Regions from separate parts of the Mus musculus genome. Here region 2 is linked to region 1. A link is a contact called in public HiChIP or PLAC-seq data. All regions are on one chromosome and are shown on one strand. Each heading gives the region's core, a stretch centred on a gene start, on an enhancer-like site or on the middle of the called end of the contact. The rest is flanking DNA. Distances are from core to core; before and after follow the strand shown. Region 1 holds the start of Padi4 (peptidyl arginine deiminase, type IV). Region 2 holds the start of Atp13a2 (ATPase type 13A2).

What was found. HiChIP or PLAC-seq counts read pairs in DNA pulled down with a chosen protein or histone mark.
Region 2: an H3K4me3 HiChIP or PLAC-seq map of stem cell-derived neural progenitor cells shows a contact between it and region 1, with 4 times the contacts expected there. The contact joins the promoter of Atp13a2 here to the promoter of Padi4 in region 1. A contact is called at or near these places in 3 of 39 promoter capture datasets (embryonic stem cells, pre-B cells and stem cell-derived epiblast-like cells), 6 of 115 datasets of contacts at active chromatin or transcription factors (double positive thymocytes, embryonic stem cells, large pre-B cells and 3 more) and 2 of 9 other capture datasets (adipose tissue and liver).

Annotation. Positions count from the first base shown.
Region 1 is chr4:140,772,547-140,776,414 of GRCm38.p6, reverse strand. It overlaps Padi4 (peptidyl arginine deiminase, type IV), which reads left to right and starts at 2,212. Exons shown (of 16, transcript NM_011061.2): 1 at 2,212-2,326. The coding sequence starts at 2,235.
Region 2 is chr4:140,984,667-140,988,534 of GRCm38.p6, reverse strand. Atp13a2 (ATPase type 13A2) reads right to left here and starts at 1,614. Exons shown (of 29, transcript NM_029097.3): 1 at 1,459-1,614. The coding sequence starts at 1,468.

The sequences.
Region 1 (3,868 bases), core at 963-3,462:
TGTAGAGGTGGCAGGGGAGATCAGATGGACAGACCTGTCCTCTGCCCTTCATGCATGCCTGCGTCACACAATAACAATAACAACAATAATAATAAATAATGATACTACTTCTAATAATAATGATGATGATAATAATAAGTTGTTATTATTATTATTTAACAAGAAAAACATCCCACGGCACACTGTGCATCTTAAAAACATACAGTTCTCAACTGCGTGGGTAAGTCTGGGGTGACGGCTCAGTCAGTGAAGTGCTTGCCTTGCAAGCCGGAGGATCTGCATTTGGCTCCCCGACACCCACTTAAAAAGGCAGGTGCAGTGGCGGGACCTGTGAGTCAGAGACAAGCGATTTGTAGAGTCAGCAAGTCCAGCCAATCAGGGTTCAGTAAGAGACCCTGTCTCAAAACATCAAATAACTCTCAACGGAGGAAGATGTTCAACACTGTGCCATGGCTTCTCTGTGCTCTCACGAGGGCTCATGCACACTCACACAGATGTGCACATGTGTGTCACACATATGTAAGGCCCTGCGGGGTGGAGGCCCACACTTGAATCCCAGCGCTGAGGAAGCAGAAACACATTCTTCTGGGACTCACTGGAAGCCAGCAGAGTGGACTTCGTGGGTTGCGGCCAATGAGAGATCCTGTCTCAAAACTCAGGGGCCGGGCGGTGGTGGCGCACACCTTTAATCCCAGCACTTGGGAGGCAGAGGCAGGCGGATTTCTGAGTTCAAGGCCAGCCTGGTCTACAGAGTGAGTTCTAGGACAGCCAGGGCTATACAGAGAAACCCTGTCTTGAAAAAAACAAAAAATAAAAATAAAAAAAAATCAGGCTGGGGACCAGGGAGATGATATTTGCCAGAAAGCTTGGTGACCTGGGGTTCAATGCCCAGGACTCACATGGTGGAGGGACAGGAGGGACAAAACAGACTCCTACCATGTCTTTATACTATGGCTGGTGGCCTGGCTCCTGTACCAAACCCCCTGAGGACAGAAAGGGACCCTGGTCCTAACTCCTATTTAGGGATCACGGGACCCAGGAGCCTTTTTTTGGCCTCTCAGACCCCCAGTAGCCTCCTGTCCAGCACACACATGTGCTGAGCTCTGGGGACGCTGGCCAGGAGGCCATGGGCTCAGGTCTACCGAATCCTGCGGCCTTTGATGTGGAGCCAAAGGAGACCCTACAGCCCCCCAAACACCCTGTGCTCTCGGCAGCCTCCGAGACAGACACACCCTCTCTGGGTGCTCCCTGTTAGGACTTGTCATCCCCACCCCCAGTTCACCCCATGAGCAGACAGCCCTGGCACCAGGTGCAGAGCCCTCATGAGTGCCCTCAGGGCGGGCGCGGCCCACACCCGCACCATCTGGTCTTCTGGGGGAGGTCCTGTAGAGGCAGATACCCAGGGTATGCAGCAAACCTCACCTCTAGGTTGGGTAACATGGTTTCCCCTCCCAGCCGTGCCCATGGCCCCCACTACTTTTTCCTCTCTGTGCTTCAGCTTTCCCTTCTATAAAATGGGCTGGCAGTCAACTGCCCTCGGATGCTTGGTGTTACAGTGAGAAGCCTTTGTCTTAAGGTTTGAAAAGACCACGTCACCAGGACAGACTGCTAATAAAGGCCCTACCCTGTGGCCAGCTTCTGTTCAAATCCTTACTGGCTGCAGAGCCTCCTCTACCCTGGGCCTCAGTTTCTTCATCTGGAAAGTGGGTGTGATGATGTGAGCTGACCTCAGAGATGCTTCAAGGATGAAGTGGGGGAAGGGACTGCAACAGCTTGAGTTTCACAGACTGTCCTGGGAGCATTTCAGCGGAGAGCAAGTCCCGAAGAGAAGAGTGGGGGGTAGGGCGGCGACCTCAGCCACGCCCAGAATAGCCTTCTGTTTAGCCTTCTCCTGCCTTTCTCCCCTTCTTTCCAATGTCTTGTTAAGTGTGCTTGGGCAAGATGTGCAGTCCTGGCCCAGGCAGGGGTGGCTAAGGGCATAGCCTGTGCTCTCCCCTCACAGGCTTCCGAGTGCCCCACTCTTCTGCTGTTGCAGGCTTCACTGTGGACACCCATGGGTGGGTGGGGGGGTCCTGGGTGGCCCAGGGTAGAGGAGGCTGTGCAGCCACTGGGGCACCTGAGTGGAGAGGGGCTGGGCCTCCGGGGCAGGGCAGGTGCTGACTCATGGGCTCGCCTGGCACTATAAAGGAACCAGCCCAGGGGCTTCCTGCTGCCTGCTGACCGAGCGAGCAAGGATGGCCCAAGGCGCGGTGATCCACGTGGCCCCCGAGCAGCCCACTCACGCCGTGTGTGTGGTGGGCACAGCGACCCCGCTGGATGTCCGCGGGTGAGAGGGGCAGAGATCCTGGGCCTGTGGGGGCAGTTTGGGGCAGGCAGGAGCTGGGCGCTGCTGGCCCAGCTCAGGTTCTGGGCAAGAGATCTGCTAGAGAGATAAGCCAGAGGTGTGGGGCCTATCGTGCCAATTAGTTCTCTGTGAGGTATAAATACAACTGCCTGGCACTCAATGCAAGGAATTACAGGGCTGCCTAACAAGGGAGAAACAGTCCCTGCTGTAGGCTGACGGTGGGGAGGGCTTGGGCAGCTGGGCCTGATTTACCTTACCTCATGAAATGACTTTAAGGATTAAGTGTGGCAACTCCAAATGTGTTTGTTAAGCACTCTATGGTGCTGTTTGTTAAGTACTCCATGGTGCTGTTTGTTAAGTACTCTGAGGTGCTGTTTGTTAGGTACTCCACAGTGCTGTTTGTTAGGTATTCCGTGGTGTTGTTTGTTAAATACTCTGAGGTACTGTTTGTTAGGTACTCTGTACAGTACTGGGCAGATCAGATCCCCAACAGTTCATTTGTTGTTCATTTTTTCCATTCCCTTGTACATTCAACAAATATAACCTGAGTACTTACTGAGCACTGTGACCTCTGCCAGGTTCCGGGTCACCTAGGACAATGGAGGAAGCCTCGTGGGTGGAGTCTGATGCAGCCTTTCATGTGGGAATTGCAGCAGCTTCCCCCACAGAGCTGGGCATCGTGACCCAAGTGATGTCCATAAAGGCCTCTGGGAGGTGCCCAGGGTCAGTGGGTCAGTGACTGTCTGACCCCAGCAGCAGGAAAGCACTGGCGGTCTGGGTGGCTCACAGGCCACTGGTGAGAGGCTGAGGACACAAGGAAGGGAAAGCCTGGTATCATCAGAGGCGCCCACTCCCAGAGGACAAGCTGCTTGAAAGTGGGTGCCGAGTAGAGGCCAGAGGCCAGAGCTAGCCCAGCATCCTCGCCAGGATCCCAGGCTAGCTCTCGCCTTAAGTCTAGGTCACAAGTGCTCTTATTGTCTGTAGATGCAGGGGTGTGTGGGAGCCTGCGGAGGCCAGGACAAACTCAGGTGTCATTCCTCAGGCTCTGTGTACCGAGGTCGGCAGCCAGCCTGTGGGAGTCAGCTCTCCTCTCACCATGTGAGCTCCAGGACTCAGGTCGGCAGGCTTGGCAGCAGGCGCCTTTGTCCACCGAGCCATCTTGCTGATCCTGATGGAGGTTTTCAAATGGGGAGATCTGAGCATTTGATCAGACAGGGGTGTTGATGAAAATGTGGGTGTTTGTCCCCCGGGAAGAGCCAAGACTGGGGCATGTCCCGTCCGTGAGAAGGGAATACAAGAATGGGAGGGCTGTACTGCGGGGGGTAGAGGGGGACAGCAGCTTGTGCCGCTTGCATGAGGTCTTGGAAGAACTTCTGCCCTTCTCAGGGCATGGGCTCAACCTGCCTTTGCCTCCCAGCTCTGGGAGCAAGCCTGCACCCCCGCGCTTAGCACACGGTTCTGGGGCGCAAACTCGAGTCCTGGGCCTTTCATAGAGCCACACCAGGATCTGACATAAATAAGTAA
Region 2 (3,868 bases), core at 365-2,864, 210 kb before region 1:
AATAAAAATGATCACAGATTTAAAATGAGAGCTAGGTTTAGTGGCCCATGACTGTAATACCAGCACTGAAGACATGCAAACAGGATTAGTCCAAGGTCATCCACGACTAAGTATTGGATTTGAGGCCAGCCTGGGCTACATGACACCCCAATCTCAAACAATAAAAATAATAGGGGCTGGAGAGTTACCTCAGCAGTTAAGAGTACAGTCAGCTCTCCTAGAGGACATGAGTTTGCTTTTCAGCATTCACAACCTTCTGTAATCCCCTCAAAGCCACACACACACATACACACACAAACATTTTAAAAACAAATCTTTAAAAGATTAAATAATATAATGCAAAGATTGCACCGGGTGTGGTGGCACATGCCTTTAATCCCAGCACTGGGGAGGCAGAGGCAGGCGGATTTCTGAGTTCGAGGCCAGCCTGGTCTACAAAGTGAGTTCCAGAACAGCCAGGGCTACAGAGAGAAACCCTATCTCAAAAAACAAAACAACAACAACAACAACAACAACAAAATTACAATATAGCTCCAGTAGAGCAAAAGGTCCAGGTTTGACACCCTTCTCAGCACTCAGCCAGAAACCCAAACACAAAGCCCAAGAAAAGGCAGGCCAAGAATGAAAGACCAACATAAAGACACGCATGGCAGAGACGAGGCTTGAGCCCAGTTCCCAGCCCTGGGGCAGCCACACCAGCACCGTAGAGCTGAGGGGTGGGAGTCAAAGCCATTTGGGAACCTCTTATTTCCTGCGGAAGACCCAGCTTCCGGCTGCTAATCTATCAGTGGCCCAGGGCACCAGCATCTACTTCTGGTGGCTCCCCCATGGCCATGAGCTCATGGCTTCCCTCAAGCTGGGAGGGTGTGCGCCTAGGAGGTCTTTATGTAGATTCTAGGTGCTATGCTAGACGCTAGAGACTTTGCTCAAGTGCAGAGTCAGGGGTCTGGTGCATAAGGGGAAGACGTTGTTCTTATCACAAGTTGAATTGTAGCCCCCTATTGTTTTCCATTCCTCACCTAAGACACTGTCGGATGGAAGTTGGGGACTGGGCTAGACAGAGACATGCTAGCACCCGGAGGTTAGCAGACCATCTGCATCTGGTGGGATTTTGGTTTCAGCCTAAGACACTCATTCTGGCATGGGGGGGGGGCATGCAGGATATGGTCCTTGGATGTGGCCACTGGCAAGCTTTCTGTGTAGGTCAGGAGTGCATTTGTGCCTCGGCAGAGAGCTGGCTTCCCTAATCCTGTTCATGTAGCACATATGGGTGCTGCACAGAGGACCCACGGCGGTGCACCGCGTCCATCACTGGGACCTGTCACTCAGGGTCGAATGCATTCAGAGGGGATGGGGAGGGCAGGAACCCCCGGCCCTAGGGTGAGCGCAGCGGCAACCTAAATCTGTCTCTGGGGGCCTGGGGATGAGACCCGAAGGGAGGGCCGGGCCGCCGCTCACCTGCGCTCATTTCGGCTCCTCGCGCTCATCGCCGGCCGCTGTGGCCCGCGGCCTGGGCTCGGCGTGCGAGGCCCCGGGGCACGGTCGGGGGGCGCCGGTTGCGGCGATCCGCGGAGGGGCCGGGCTGGGCAGCACCTGCAAGACGCGACGGCGACTGGAACTGTGCCGCAGTCTGCGGCCGTCAAGCCCCGCCCCTCCACGGCGCCTGCGTCCGTCGCTGCCGCGCGGGCTGCCGGGACTTGTAGTTCCCAGTCTGGCCTCTGTCCGGAGCTCGCTGAGATCTTGATGCTGTGGGCAGCGTGGGTGGAGGCGCGAGTCGGGGGATGGGGAGAGGAGGGAAGAGATGGGAAGCAAGGGAATGTGGACGGGACAGTCCCCAGACAAAAGAGATAGACGGAAAAGGACAGGCTGCGAGACAGGTAGGCAGACATACAGGCAGACAGAGGGCGATGCTGGGAAGACACAAGTGGACCGGCTTGACAGAAAGGGGCGGGGGGGGGGGCACCAGGCAGACAACAGACAAAGAGGTAGAGAGGTGACAGACAAACAAACAGAAAGGAACGTTGGGACACCCCATTGGAACAGCCTCCATATAGAACAACAATAATACAGGAAACAGGCGGACAGACAAACATCAAATAGGCAGGCAGAGTGGGAGGGAGAGGTTGGAAGACACAGGTGGGACAGTCTCCAGACAGAACAGACAAACGGAAAACCGATATGCTGGGAGACAGGACAGACAAAAAGACAGGCACACGGATAGGCTGCTGGCAGACAAACAGGGGGGCCATACTGGGAGACAGAGGTGGAAGAGGAGAAAGTGTCCTGTCCGCGACCACAGCCTCAGGCGCACCCCTCAGCACTGCACCTTACGCGTGCAGGTTCAAGCCTGCCCCTGTCTCTTCCAGGCTGTGTGACTGTAGATGTGTAAGCTAACCTCCCTGGGTCTCCTTTTCTTCAAAACAAAACAAAACAGCACTATTAATTCTAATTGTGTGTGTGTGTGTGTGTGTGTGTGTGTGTGTGTGTGTGTGTGTGTGTGTGTGTGTGGTGGTGGTGGTGGTGCATGTATGCACAATAGCACATCAGAGAACAGTCTTCAAGAGTCAGTCATATTCTTTCTGTGGGTGCCTAGGAATTGACCTTAAGTCCCCAGCAAACACCTTTACCCCCTGAGCCATATTACTGGGTTTGGACCTATTTTTTTTTTTTAAATTTTATTTCTTTTCACGTGCCTTGGTGTTTGACTGCATGCGTGTCTGTGTGAGGGTGTTGGATCCTCTGGAACTGGCGTTACAGGCAGCTATGAGCTGCCATGTGGGTGCTGGGAATTGAACCCAGGATCTTTGGAAGAGCCACTCATGCTCTTTTTTTTTTTTTTTTTTTGGTTTTTCGATACAGGGTTTCTCTGTATCTTCTTGGCTGTCCTGGAACTCACTTTGTAGACCAGGCTGGCCTCGAACTCAGAAATCCACCTGCCTCTGCCTCCCAAGTGCTGGGATTAAAGGCGTACGCCACCACTGCCCGGCTACCGCCCATGCTCTTATCCACTGAGCCATCTCCCCAGCCCCGGGACAGCTTTTTCTGACCTGTACAATGACAAATAGCAGCAGTGACGGCTTGTTGTACGTGCTGCATAAGAGCACTCATCTAAAGCCTGATACTACTGGGTAGATATCAGGAGAAGGTCACACTTGCCATAGACTCCCATGGTCAGATATGGCCAGAAAGGTGCTCCATACAGGTTGGCTGTGATGATGCGCAGGAGGCTAAAGGGAGGTAGGACCTAGCCCAGAAACCCGGAAGCATGGTCCGCACATACCCCTGCACAGGTGAGACAAATAAAGACCCAGGAAAGCCTAGGATACCCATCTACAGCATTCACTACACTATCCCATAGTGACTGACACAGCTAGGGTGTCCCCCGGCCCCAGGATCAATGACCTCTGAACTGAGGCAGAGGGTGTATGAGAGACCTGGAGTAAGCCAGGGAAAGTTGCGGCTGGAATAGTCCTGGGCCCACACCTTCAGCATCACAGTATCCCTGTGAACTCAAGGCGAGTCAGGCTGAGTTCCAGGAGCTGGACCATCAGGTCCTGTCCAGTGGGGACTACTGGAAAGTGACACAAGGACACTCAAGCTAAACAACAGACTGCAGAAAGTCAAGAAGTGTGCAGAGCTATGATGGGGGCGGGGGGAATCCCTTTATGGGGACAGTGGGACGCCTTGACAGCGCAACCTCCAGGAACCTGGCCATGTGCACAGGACTTGTTGACCAGATATGTGGGTGTGGAAATGTGAGGCTCAGACATGCCCAGAGGTTTGGCTTCAGTGGCTGGAGAACAGTGGAGCCATTTAATACTGAGCTGGGGCAGCCGCTGGTGGAGCAGGTTGGGGGGCATTCCTATTG